Linked DNA regions of Salmo salar: region 2 is linked to region 1. The links are chromatin contacts, called in public Hi-C maps. All regions are on one chromosome and are shown on one strand. Each heading gives the region's core, a stretch centred on a gene start, on an enhancer-like site or on the middle of the called end of the contact. The rest is flanking DNA. Distances are from core to core; before and after follow the strand shown.

Evidence for each region. A called contact is a pair of places that touch in the nucleus more often than the background predicts.
Region 2: a contact with region 1 is called in a Hi-C map of muscle, with 4 times the contacts expected there. The contact joins the promoter of LOC106569189 here to the enhancer-like site in region 1. A contact is called at or near these places in 2 of 3 Hi-C or Micro-C datasets (gill and muscle).

The regions. Positions count from the first base shown.
Region 1 is chrssa14:27,185,553-27,192,220 of Ssal_v3.1, forward strand. LOC106569190 (5'-AMP-activated protein kinase subunit gamma-2) reads left to right here. Exons shown (of 16, transcript XR_001320451.2): 3 at 175-442. Among protein-coding and RNA genes, the nearest start is that of LOC106569190, 14 kb to the left of the region's middle. Within about 2 kb of position 2,374, at least 1 of the 13 cell types and tissues checked has an H3K27ac peak or open chromatin away from gene starts, as enhancers often do. A contact at or near this core is called in muscle, where this site is marked.
Region 2 is chrssa14:27,271,489-27,278,219 of Ssal_v3.1, forward strand. LOC106569189 (apoptosis regulator Bcl-2) reads right to left here and starts at 5,273. Exons shown (of 3, transcript XM_014140280.2): 1 at 4,126-5,273. The coding sequence starts at 4,671. It overlaps LOC106569188 (3-ketodihydrosphingosine reductase), which reads right to left. Exons shown (of 10, transcript XM_014140279.2): 10 at 6,307-6,731.

The DNA.
Region 1 (6,668 bases), core at 1,124-3,623:
TATTTAATGCTAATGTGGTTTCTTTGACTACAGTCCACAAAGCCTCTGTCACAATATTCCCAGGTGTCAATATATCATTCTGCTTAACTGTATAGTGACACATCGTGCATAAACAAACAAGGTATTTGCATGAGTGTATGTCAATTAAATACCTTCCCCTCTCTTCTATCTCAGGGAGAGGTCTGCAGCCACTCTGTCAGCCCAACTAAAGGACTCTTTGTGAGGGGTGGTCCTGCCGGTGTCAGCCAACCCTCCAGTCCCATGGCTGCCCCTGCCCAGTCCCGGATCAGCCCTGGCTCAACCAGAACCATTTCCCCCTACCCCTCCACCCACCAGGTCCCCTCACCGCCCAAATCCCCCCGTTGCTTCAGTGGTATATTCCGCTCTTCGCCCAACTCATCATCCAACTCTAGCATCAAGCTCTTCTCTAGGACCAGGAAAGGTAATACAAATAAATGTATTTCAAAGAGCCGACTGGTTTCCTGTATTTGCTGAAAAACCTCAAGGCAGGAAGTTATCAGCATTATTGTGGTCTTAGACTTTGAGTTTGACAGAATTATCAATGACTGAATTATGTGCAGACACACTGTAATAATATGGAATAAATACCATAGCAAACACCGATAGCTCATCAAAAGAAAACGGTCACAAAATGGTAAGACCCTAGACAGTCCTAGCGCATTAGTGCTAAAAAGCCCTGCCAGAGCTGTAGGGGGCAGCAGTCCCCTTCTGGAAAGCAAACACAATGCAAACATCTATCTTTTTGCCATGTCCTGAGAGCCCAGTGACCCATCATGACCAAGACCATTCTGGGTCTTAAGTTTAGAGAGGGCCATACAGTATTATTAGAGGACTGCAGACAGATGTGCTTCCTTCCTTATTTAGACTCTTATCAGTTTCAACAACTTCCTGTTGGGGTTAAAAGAAAGAAAGTGACAACATAGAGGGCTTTGTTTAGCTTATGTTTTCTGGCCTTCATGGGTGGACTCTAAAGCCAGAATGCCATATTGTGTTGCTGGCCTCTGGGATTCATTGAACTAGTCCAAGCACATGTTTTCTAGCTAATATCCATAGAAGTATGAATTATTAGGACTTAAGGATTAAATTTACATTGTGAATGATACTATTGCATGTGACCACCAAAGTTAAGAGTCAACACGCAACCCTGTTAGTAATGTTGCTTAGTATTTACTCTTTAAAACATTACAAAGGCCTTGGACTACAGACACAGTACTAAAGGAAACTGTAGATTTAAAAATAAATGAACAGTTATGACTGTTTAAACCAGTGTCATGATTATGACTGTGTTATGTAGCCTTTGACTTTAGGTTTCACGTTAACTGTTACCAAATTAATGATTGGTTGGAAGTGATTTGTTAGTTAACCGAAGGACTTAAGCTCTTCAGTCTCAGTACTTGTATAGTTAATGGTCTAATTAAAATCAATCTGTTGTGCATAGAAATACTTTGGTTAAAACACCTAAAAGGGGAGTCATTTTCCCTGGCTGGTGTTCACCCATTCTTCCCAGTTCCTATGAAGAGTTGTTTGGCAGCTTATAACGGAACGCTCCGTCTGGGGCCAGGCCTTAGCTTGGGGCAAGCTCTGTTTTTTTCCTGAAGATTAATATGGGTCACCAACAGTACTGAAACTCATACACTGACTGGGGCCACAACTGTTGAAGGTTCATGGTGTATTTAAACCATTGTTGTCATCGAGCATCAGTTGCCACAAGGGTGTGCTATGCCCTGTTAATTGAATGTTCTCTTCCATCCATCACAGTTATGAGAAATTGTTTGGGGCTTGGATGTCAAGAATTCAATATTTTCAACAGGGGTTTATATGCATGGCATCTATTGACTTTTTGTTTTTATACTATAATATAATAAGCTATTTGTACTTCAAGGTAATTTCAACATTCATGGCTTCATCTGGAAATGTCCAGACAGACTCGAACAAAGCTCTTCAGACATGCAGGCGCACCCCCCAACCTGCATTCTGTGTGTGTGGTCAGTAAATTAAGGAAGTGGGTAGTTTTTTTTACAAATTGAGGTCAGGGCTTTGTGTTGGCCAATCCAATACCTTGACTTTGTTGTCCTTAAGCCAAGAGAAGTCTAGAGAAAGAAAAGGAAATGCTCAGATTTTTTTATCCCTAGTTTATGTAACCCCAGCGTAAAAACAATTGAGGTGTCATAGGAGCAGGTCAAAGTTAACACTGACTGCATCTCCACATTCATGCTCTGCTGAACTGTTTGACTTGTTTGGGCTGCTCAGTTGCATAACCATTTTAATGGATCTGGGGTAGTGTAGAAGCCAGTCAGTCATACCTAACTGGGTCATCACAGGGTGTGTGGTGGTGGGAGGGTGTGTGGAACCCATCTGATCAGATGACTCCACAGCCGCCAGGCCAGACCAGGGAAAGACCTTGGGGGCGTCCCTTCAGTCAGCTGAGGATGGTTGAGGTGATCTGGGGCTGGGATCAGCACTTTTTAAAGGTCAGTCTTCCTGAGTTAGCTACAGTACTGGGACAGTGAACTGACCTAGCTGTCGCTCTGCGAGGCAGAATGTTCCACTAGAAGTACATACAGTGCCTTCAGAAAGTATTCACACCCCTTTACTTTTTCCACATGTTGATGTAATACAGCCTGAAATTAAAATGGATTACGTTTGGGGGTTTTTGTCACTGGCCTACACACAACACCCCATAATGTCAAAGTGGAATTGTTTTTCATTTTTTTTAACAAATTTAATAAAAAATGAAAAGCTGTAATGTTTAGAGTCAATATGTATTCAACCCTTTTGCTATGGCAAACCTAAAGTTCAGGAATAAAAATTGAACAGGTTGCATGGACTCACTCTGTGTGCAATAAAAGTGTTTAACATAATTTTTTTTGATTGACTACCTCATCTCTGTACCCCACACATACACTCTGTACCCCATTATCTGTAAGGTCTTTCTGTCGAGCAGTGAATTTCAAACACAGATTCAACCATAAAGACCAGAGGGCACCTATTGGTAGATGGGTATAAAAAAATATATATAAAAAAAAAGCCGACATTGAATATTCCTTTGAGCTTGGTGAAGTTGTTAATTCCACTTTGGATGGTGTATCAGTACACCCAGTCACTACAGCGATACAGGCGTCCTTCCTAATTCACTTGGAAACTGCTCCGGGATTTCACCATGATGCCAATGGTGACTTTAAAACAGAGTTGAATGGCTTTGATAGGAGAACTAAGGATGGATCAACATTTTAGTTACTCCACAATACTAACCTAATTGACCGAGTGAAAAGGAAGCCTGTATAGAATAAAAATATTCCAAAACATTTTGTTTGCAACAAGACTCTAAAGTAATACTGCAAAGAATGTGGCAAATCAAATGACACTTTGTATTCAGGACAAAGTGTATGTTTAGGGCAAATACAACACATCACTGAGTACCACTCTATATTTTCAAGCATAGTGGTGGCTGCATCATGTATGGGTATGCTTGTAATCGTGAAGGACTGGGGAGTTTTTCAGATAAAAATAAATAAATAATAATAAATGGAATGGAGCTAAGCACAGGCCAAATCCTGGTGGAAAACCTGCTTCAGTCTGCTTTCCACCAGTTATGGGGAGATTAATTCACCTTTCAGCAAGACAATAACCTAAAACACAAGGCCGAATCTACGCTGTAGTTGCTTACCAAGAAGACAGTGAATGATCCTGAGTGGCCGAGTTAGTTTTCACTTAAATCTATGGCAAGATCTGAAAAAGGGTTCTCTGGCAATGATCAACAACTAATTTGACAGCGCTTGAATTTTGAAAAGAATATTGTGCAAATGTTTCACAATCCAGGTGTGGAAAGCTCTTGGACTTATCCAGAAAGACTCACAGCTGTAATCACTTCCATAGGTGCTTCTACAAAGTAATGTGAATACTTAAGTAAATGAGATATTTCTGTATTTAATTTTCAATAAATTACCAAAAATGTCTAATGTTTTCACTTTGTCGTTATGGGGTATTGTGTGTAGATGGGTAAGAAACGTCTATTTAAATTCAGTCTGTAACACAACAAAATGTGAAATAAGTCAAGGGGTATGAATACTTGCTGAAGGCACTCTTATGACACCTTTTGGTTTTTATATAGATCAGGGATGAGCAACTTTGATGGGGGTGGGGGCCACAAAAACGATTTATCATGAGGGGCTGCAGTGTCCCCCTCCCACATTTTAGCAGCCCCCCTTGTGACAGCGAAGGTAAAAAAAAAAAAACAACAACGCTGTTTTCAAGTTCAGTCAATTATGCACATTTTGCAATGGGGCGTAGAGAAAATGTTGCAGTTTTAAAGCAAGTTTGCTGCAATTCTACACGTTTTGCCCAAGGGTGGAGGCAAGTGTTTGCTGTGTTCTTATATGATAGCTGATGATCAATGGGCCCACCCCGGTTGGTAATTCAACATTGCTTACCACAAGTTTACATAGCTATACTAACTTGGTATAAAAATATTTTAAAGTACTACTTAAGTTGTTTTTTGGGGGGGTATCTGTACTTTACTATTTTTTTTTGACTACTTTTACTTCACTACATTCCTTAAGAAAATATTGTACTTTACTCCATACATTTCCCTTGACACCCAAAAGTACTCGTTACAATTTGAATGCTTAGCAGGACAGGAAAATAGTACAATTCATGCACTTATCAACCAAACATCCCTGGTCATCCCTACTGCCTCTGATCTGGTGGACTCACTAAACACACACATGCTTTGGCTTTCTGTAAAAAAAGAAAATGGTACCATCTGGTATCTTTACTTTTACTCAAGTATGGCAGTTGCGTACTTTTCCCACCACTGCTTACCAATCTAAAACAATTTAGCTGACATGGACAAATTGAGTGACTGCTGATGCACAACAACATTTCGAAATAACACCTTGTGTATTCTATTATTGTAACTTATTTTTTTGTGAAATTGATCCACGTGCCTACATAAGGGGGGGCTTGCGGGCCGCCAGTAGCCCGTCCCTGATTTAGATATAGTGTTATGAGTATGTACACGTGAAGACCGAGACAGATGTGAGTGATGATTTGAACGTGTTCTTTGGGGTTAAGGGGGACGCAGACACTTAGCCAATCACTTTGTGTGTCCCTCCCGGGCTGGCCTCCTTTTACAGGCTGCTGAAACGCGTACTATTTTAGACGCCACCCACAGCTGCACCTGCCGCCACTACTAGAGCTCTGCAGAGAGAGGAGCAAAATAGAGCCGAGCGCGAGAGACAGTCTAACCAGAACAGAACAGAAGGAGAGGAGGAGCAGAGTGAAATTCAGCAGAACGAGAGAGTGAGTGAGCGAGAGGAAGAGAGCCTGTGTGTGCTGTGCTAAACTGTGCTACGCTGTGCATCATCACTTGGGAGTGTTGGACCTAGTCTCACATAGGACGTGTGGAAATTCTATCTTTCTTTCCCTGCTTGTGAGCTGCCACAGACACCAATACCCTGAGAGCTTTCTGGACTCACTGAGACATTTTAATGAATGAGCTTACAGAAATAAGAAAATATCAGAAGAGATCCTTAACTTTCCAAGAAATGCAAGCATGAAGACCAACCATGTCTAAATGACAGATGGCACATCAATGGGAAGGAGAAGAGGCATCTCTTAACAGATCTACTCAGGAGAACAAAGACGACCTTCATCTAAGATAGCCCATTGACTGAAGAGGACCCTCCAATCCAAAGCACATCCTGCTAGGAAAGGTTCAGCTCTTTCCAGAAGACCAACACAAGGCCATCTAGAGCTAGAAGAGTAGCCTTTCTCATGAGACTTTCAATAAGCTTGTGACTGGTTGGGAAAGACCCTTCCCTGGACATATCTTTAATTTCATTTTGGCACAGATCTTGTAATCTTTAACACATTTAGTTTTATTCTATTTATAAACATGGATCAGACGGAGTAGCTATTTCGTCACACATTTGGGTAGTGGTGCCCTACAGTTGTGACTCGTCCCGGATGGTCATGGTCCATATTGGGTGTTGAAACCATCGCTTTAACCCGCTGGTGTCCATGAAGAGGTTCGGCAGCCTGAGGAGGAGTAAGAAGCGGAAGGAGCAGGACCTGCTAGCGGCAGGAAGACACCAGTCAGAGCCATCATGTCTGCCTGGTAATGTCTGTGCTCACATGATCACACTACTTCAAGTGTCTATAAAAGTGTGTAACTGCGGAGTATATGATGGGCCACAAGCCCTAAGACAGTGCATGTTGAACGGAGAGGAGAAAGAAACACAAGGAAATCAAGCTGCAGTGGCAGCTGTACAGAACTCATCCAAAGGGCTTTGACTTCTCAAACAAGGCAGAACGCCAGTAGTGGTGTGTGGGTAAAATCACTAGGGAAGCCTAGCCATGGGGAAAAAGTAATATTACAACATGTGTTGTGATAATTGCGTTGTTTGCTCTGTAACCGGTTAGTTCATATATATATATCACACACACTACTGTTCAAAAGTTTGGGTCAATTAGAAATGTCCTTGATTTTGAAAGAAAAGCCCAAAAAATTGGTCCATTAAAATAACATCAAATTGATCAGAAATACAGTGTAGACATTGTTAATGTTGTAAATTACTATTGGGGGGGGGGGGGGGGGTTAATGGAATATCTACATAGGCATACAGAGGCCCAGTATCTGCAACCAT
Region 2 (6,731 bases), core at 4,023-6,522, 89 kb after region 1:
GCATGAATATCCTGTCGCCTCAGCCTTGAAACACTACTGTCTATGCTGACCTACATACAACAGTACATAGTGAGACGGGTAGTCGGGTATACAGGCTCCAGAGACCTCTAACACACAGACACACACGGCAGCCACAGCCGGATCCCGTCATCCCAGGTTTCAAAAGAGACAAAAGGGCTCCAACTGAACCAAAATGCACTGGAGAGTGCATGTTACATGTTAAATATACATACAGGCTGGCTGTAGTCTGTGGTTCTGTAATCCTGGAGGCCCCTCTATCCTCTCCGTGCTTCCCTTTGATATGTAGCACAACCTGCCACCTTCAGGGGCAGACGAGACTCAAGGGGAATGTTAAACGCTCCTTCCTTTAGAGATGAAATGCTCCGCATAAATCATTGATTAGCCTCCACCCCTCCAATACCCACCCCCCTCTACCACCTTGCTTCCAGCTAAATAGCTGAAATGGTGCAAACAAATGTTATGTTCTCATTAAGAGTACTTTTGTCAATTAGGGACAACTTTTTGGCAGTTCGGCCTAATATCTGCTGAGCTGTAGAAGAGAGCAGTGGTAAAGGAGTGGCCACGCTGTTCATCTTCAGAGGGGAAATAGCAGGAACAAAATAAAAACAGAACAGAGGTTGTTGTGGATGTGAAGTTGGTGATGCATGCTCAGTTATTTGATGATAGATGATAAATGCATTGTGTGTGCATGTGCGTGCGTGTGTGTGGGGCTCTCAACTTTGTTTTGGTTGGAGGATTCTATGGGTCATGTGAATCTCTGACAGTGGTCCTCATCTCTTGTCCTGTCTTGCCTGAGGGCTGGTAGCCTATACTATTAATTTGATGGCACCCATTCCCCTGACATGTGTCTGTCCAGCTATGTCCCGCCACGGATGTGGAGCGAGACAGATACTGTATAATGGTCCTGTCCTACTAGTGCCTCATCAGCTCTGGTTACAGTACAGACTGTTCTCTGCAGATAGTGTCACAGACATCTATGTGTGAAAGCAGTACAGTGTTTAACAGAAGTATAGCAGGTTTAACCAAGCCTAGCTAGCTAGCTAGCTAGCTAGTTGGACGGACGGACGGACGGACGGACGGACGGACGGACGGACGGACGGACGGACGGACGGACGGACGGACGGACGGACGGACGGACGGACGGACGGACGGACGGACGGATGGACGGACGGACGACGGCGCGGCGGACGGACGGACGGACGACAGACAGACAGACAGACAGACAGACAGACAGACAGACAGACAGACAGACAGACAGACAGACAGACAGACAGACAGACAGACAGACAGACAGACAGACAGACAGACAGATAGATAGATAGATAGATAGATAGATAGATAGATAGATAGATAGATAGATAGATAGATAGATAGATAGATAGATAGATAGATAGATAGATAGATAGATAGATAGATAGATAGATAGATAGATAGATAGATAGATAGATAGATAGACAGAGTTGAAGTCGGAAGTTTACATACACCTTAGCCAAATACATTTAAACTCAGTTTTTCACAGTTCCTGACATTAAATCCAAATAAAAATTCCCTGTTTTAGGTCAGTTAGGATCACCACTTTATTTTAAGCATGTGAAATGTCAGAATAATAGTAGAGAGAATTATTTATTTCAGCTTTTATTTCTTTTACCACATTCCCAGTGGGTCAGAAGTTTACATACACTCAATTAGTATTTGGTAGCATTGCCTTTAAATTGTTTAACTTGGGTCAAACGTTTCGGGTTGCCTTCCACAAGCTTCCCACAATAAGTTGGGTGAATGTTGGCCCATTCCTCCTGACAGAGCTGGTGTAACTGAGTCAGGTTTGTAGGCCTACTTGCTCGCACACGCTTTTTCAGTTCTGCTCACAAATTTTCTATGGGATTGAGGTCAGGGCTTTCTGATGGCCACTCCAATACCTTGACTTTGTTGTCCTTAAACCATTTGCCACAACTTTGGAAGTATGCTTGGGGTTATTGTTCATTTGGAAGACCCATTTGCGACCAAGCTTTAACTTCCTGAGATGTTGCTTCAATATATCCACATAATTTTCCTGCCTCATGATGCCATCTATTTTGTGAAGTGCACCAGTCCCTCTTGCTGCAAAGCACCCCCACAACATGATGCTGCCACCCCCGTGCTTCACGGTTGGGATGGTGTTCTTTGGCTTGCAAGCGTCCCCCTTTTTCCTCCAAACATAATGATGGTCATTATGGCCAAACAGTTCTATTTTTGTTTCATCAGACCAGAGGACATTTCTCCAAAAGTACAATCTTTGTCCCCATGTGCAGTTGCCAACCGTAGTCTGGCTTTTTTATGGCGGTTTTGGAGCAGTGGCTTCTTCCTTGCTGAGCGGCCTTTCAGGTTATGTCGATATAGGACTCGCTTTACTGTGGATATAGATACTTTTGTACCTGTTTCCTCCATCATCTTCAAAAGGTCCTTTGCTGTTGTTCTGGGATCGATTTGCACTTTTCGCACCAAAGTACGTTCATCTTTAGGAAACAGAACACGTCTCCTTCCTGAGCGGTTTGATGGCTGCGTGGTCCCATGGTGTTTATACTTGCGTACTATTGTTTGTACAGATGAACGTGGTACCTTCAGGCGTTTGGAAATTGCTCCCAATGATCAACCAGACTTGTGGAGGTCTAAAAAAAAAATTCTGAGGTCTTGGCTGATTTCTTTTGATTTTCCGATGATGTCAAGCAAAGAGGCACTGAGTTTGAAGGTAGGCCTTGAAATACATCCACACGTACACCTCCAATTGACTCAAATGATGTCAATTAGCCTATCAGAAGCTTCTAAAGCCATGACCTCATTTTCTGGAATTTTCCAAGCTGTTTAAAGGCACAATTAATTTAGTGTATGTAAACTTCTGACCTACAGGAATTGTGATACAGTGAATTATAAGTGAAATAATCTGTCTGTAATCAATTGTTGGAAAAATTACTTGTGTCATGCACAAAGTAGATGTCTTAACCGACTTGCCAAAACTATAGTTTGTTAACAAGAAATTTGTGGAGTCGTTGAAAAATGAGTTTTAATGACGCCAACCTAAGTGTATATAAACTTCCGACTTTAACTGTAGATAGATAGATAGATAGATAGATAGATAGATAGATAGATAGATAGATAGATAGATAGATAGATAGATAGATAGATAGATAGATAGATAGATAGATAGATAGATAGATAGATAGATAGATAGATAGATAGATGAGTTTATTAGTCACATGCACAGGGTTGTAGATGTAATCGCAGGGTACAGTGGAATTCTTATGCTCTGAGCTCAAACAGTGCTGGTCAAAAAAAGAGAAGTGAATGACACAATAATAAACATAACAATAATAATAATAATATACACCGAATGTACAAAACATTATGAAAACCTGGTCTTTCCATGACATAAACTGACCAGGTGAATCCAGGTGAACGCTATGATCCCTTATTGATGTCACGTGTTAAATCCACTTCAATCAGTGTAGATCAAGGGGAGGAGACAGGTTAAAGAAGGATTTTTAAACCTTGAGACAATTGAGACAGGGATTGTATATGTGTGCCATTCAGAGGGTGAATGGGCAAGACACAATATGTATGTGCCTTTAAATGGGCTAGGGTAGTAAGTGCCAGGCGCACAGGTTTGTTTCAAAAACTACAATGCTGCTGGGTTTTCACGCTCAAGAGTTTCCTGTGTGTATCAAGAATGGTCCACCACCCAAAGGCCTTCCAGTCAATTTGACACAACTGTGGGAAGCATTGGAGTCAACATGGGCCAGCATCTGCTTTCAGACTTTATAGAGCATGCCCCGACGAATTGAGTCCGTTCTGAGGGCAAAATGGGGGGTGTAACTCAATATTTGTAAGGTGTTCTGACTTCAGTCGGTTACAGTCGGCTGAGGCGGGCTTTAGAGCGTGAGGAGGTGTGACAGATACTGTAATATCTTATTGGCCAGACATGCTAGACAAACAGCCTGAATATCAAATCAGGAACACTAAAATATGATATCGTTAATATCCAGACATTCCCACCGCATCATGCGTAATGTAGCCTAGCCTACGCATAAATCAACGTGATATCGGGCAATTCAAAGCAGAGATTACACCTACCCATCCCCCGTTCTCTTGAATCCAGCTGTGCAGCGGTCCATTTAGATACTCCGTCATCCACCCGGCGATGTGGTCAACCTGCGACGTCATTTCCTTGTTCACGCATTCCACACATATTGTGCCCCCGAACTCGAAGAAGGCGACAATTCGTCCCCAGTTAACCCCGTCCCTGAACAGCTCGTCTATCACCTCTCTGAATCTCCTTTCTGCCATAGAAGACGTGAGATACAATTGGTGTGACATCTCCGCAAAGTCGGGCTGGTACAGTCGTTCGAGTTCGTCCCCGGCCTCACGCAAAACTCTGTGAATAGCTGCATGCGGGTCCGTTTGGGAGAGCCGTTTGGAAAGATGGGGGACGCTGCCCGGTCTGGCGTTATTGGCCCCGTGGCACCGCCGTGCCAAACCAGGCGGAGGAGAAATCATCGACCCATTATTATCAGCATCTTCCTCATCCTCGGCATTCTCGAAATCCCACGCATATCCCCTTTTCAAGAGTTTGTGACAAATGTACTTTTCCACTATACAGCGGTTGTCGTCGTTTGCCATTATGATTGGCACTGATAATGACCTCCACAATCCTAGTTTTTAAGAATAATACATCGTACTTATAAACATGCACTGCTCCGCGCAATACATCAGATCAAACGAAAAGTGTATTTCTGAGAAAAGGCGCTGGTCAAGTTTATCGGATACTATCGAACCGTGCAGAACGAAACACGGGAGCGATGTGCGTGGATTGAAAAACTGTCCCTTCACCCAACTAGGCTGAAACCGTGAAAAAGTCCAAGTATATCCACGTAAGAATATCAAAATGTTTCCCAAATTGTGCTGTCAAAAGGAAATATTCGAAGCCTTGCTCAAAAAGTGGCTAGTGTTATCTGTAGACTCCCAAATCCAGACAACCAGAAATACGGAAGAGATTCAAATATTCTCGATATGCACATAATGTAGCCTACACTACAAAAATAAATACATGACCGAAAAACCACATGAGAAGATCAACGTCGCATGCATCCAGAATATGATACCGCAAACTATCCTAGCGCCTTGTTACGCGTACGGAGAGCCATTTCGAGGGACTGTGCAGTGAAGACTGTATCCCACAATAATATTGCTGCCTGTGTTCCAGCTACACACTGAGGGTTGGATGAACATTCTTTGCTGCTTTGCTGGTGAGGTATTTCTTACGTCACCCATACAAAGTTATCACTTGTGCATTTGGAAATTGCAAGTAGGCCTATGTGTCCTTCCTATTTGGTTACGTTTGATCTGTAGAGAAATTTATGCCATGATAGGCATGATAGGATTTTAACCTTTAATTCTTATCTAATGCAGAAAATGGTGCTATAACCCTAACATTTCCCCAATATTTTATGGCTCGAAATATGATGAATAGCCATTTTAACTATTACAAACAGTAGCCTATCAATTCGGATCAAGTTGTAGAAATTGATGAACCTTGCCTTATTTGAAGAATTGGGAGCTTCAAGCTTGCTTTCTTTAGCCCTGCCTGATTAATAATTGCTGAGCCCTTACTAGACAGGACTACACCATTCTGATTCCCCATGAGGGGACTGCTTTTATCTAGCATCCTTATGGACATCCATCCATCTCATTGGTGGACATATATTTTGATGTTCTCTGCGTTTTTCTCTCTCTTTCAGTGTGTCTGTGTATATCTCGCTCAGTCTCTCTACCTGCCTATATCTTCTACACATTCTCTGACAGGGCAACGCAGCCTCTAAATCCCCATGCAGTCTTCCTGCTGATCTGAGGGCACTATACAATAGCTAGTGTCTGCCCAGGCTGTTCTGTTCCCATTATGGAAGATGAAAGCCTTCTCAAACAGAACACGTAAAACTTAACACCTGCCCCCCAACACGCACCTACTGTACATCAAAACTGTATAATGGTATGGAGTGGCACAGAACACCCACTCCACTCAGCTTCTGAATACACAGGAGTCAGGATTGATCAACTGTAGCCATAGTCCAACCCTCAGCAACTGAATAATGTAAGGTCAGAATTCAGCAAACACAGCTACACATACAGTATAGGTTATACAGAATCACACAAAAGTTATTGAAAACAATAGGAGACTAAACATAGTTGTGTTTTAAAAGGCCTGCATCAACAGTACTGAGAGCAGACAAAAACAGAGGGCATTTAGCAGAGGAAATGTCATTTTCCAAAGTTATTTATTTAGTTTTATCATGTAAGAAAATAAGACAAAGCAACATTGTTCTACTCCTTACATTTTTCTTTTCAATGGCACACAAGGTGAAATTCGTACACATTTGGCCAAAACAAAATGAAACACAACCAATAACATAGGAACACAAGCAGAATGATAATATTCAGTAGCACTGTACTTAAACATTTTATAATCTTCTTTTAAATATCTCTGGACAACACCAACAAATGGGAAAACTAGAGTGTGAGTGAGCGGTTTAACAATGGTACAACTTGTTGTAGTGTTTTAACATATCGTAAGCATAGGCGTGATTTGCAAAGCTTAAAATGTGTTCAAACAAAATATATTTTTCCATGAGCTACATATTATATCAAATGTCTATAAACTTCAACATATATGTGTTGCTACCTAA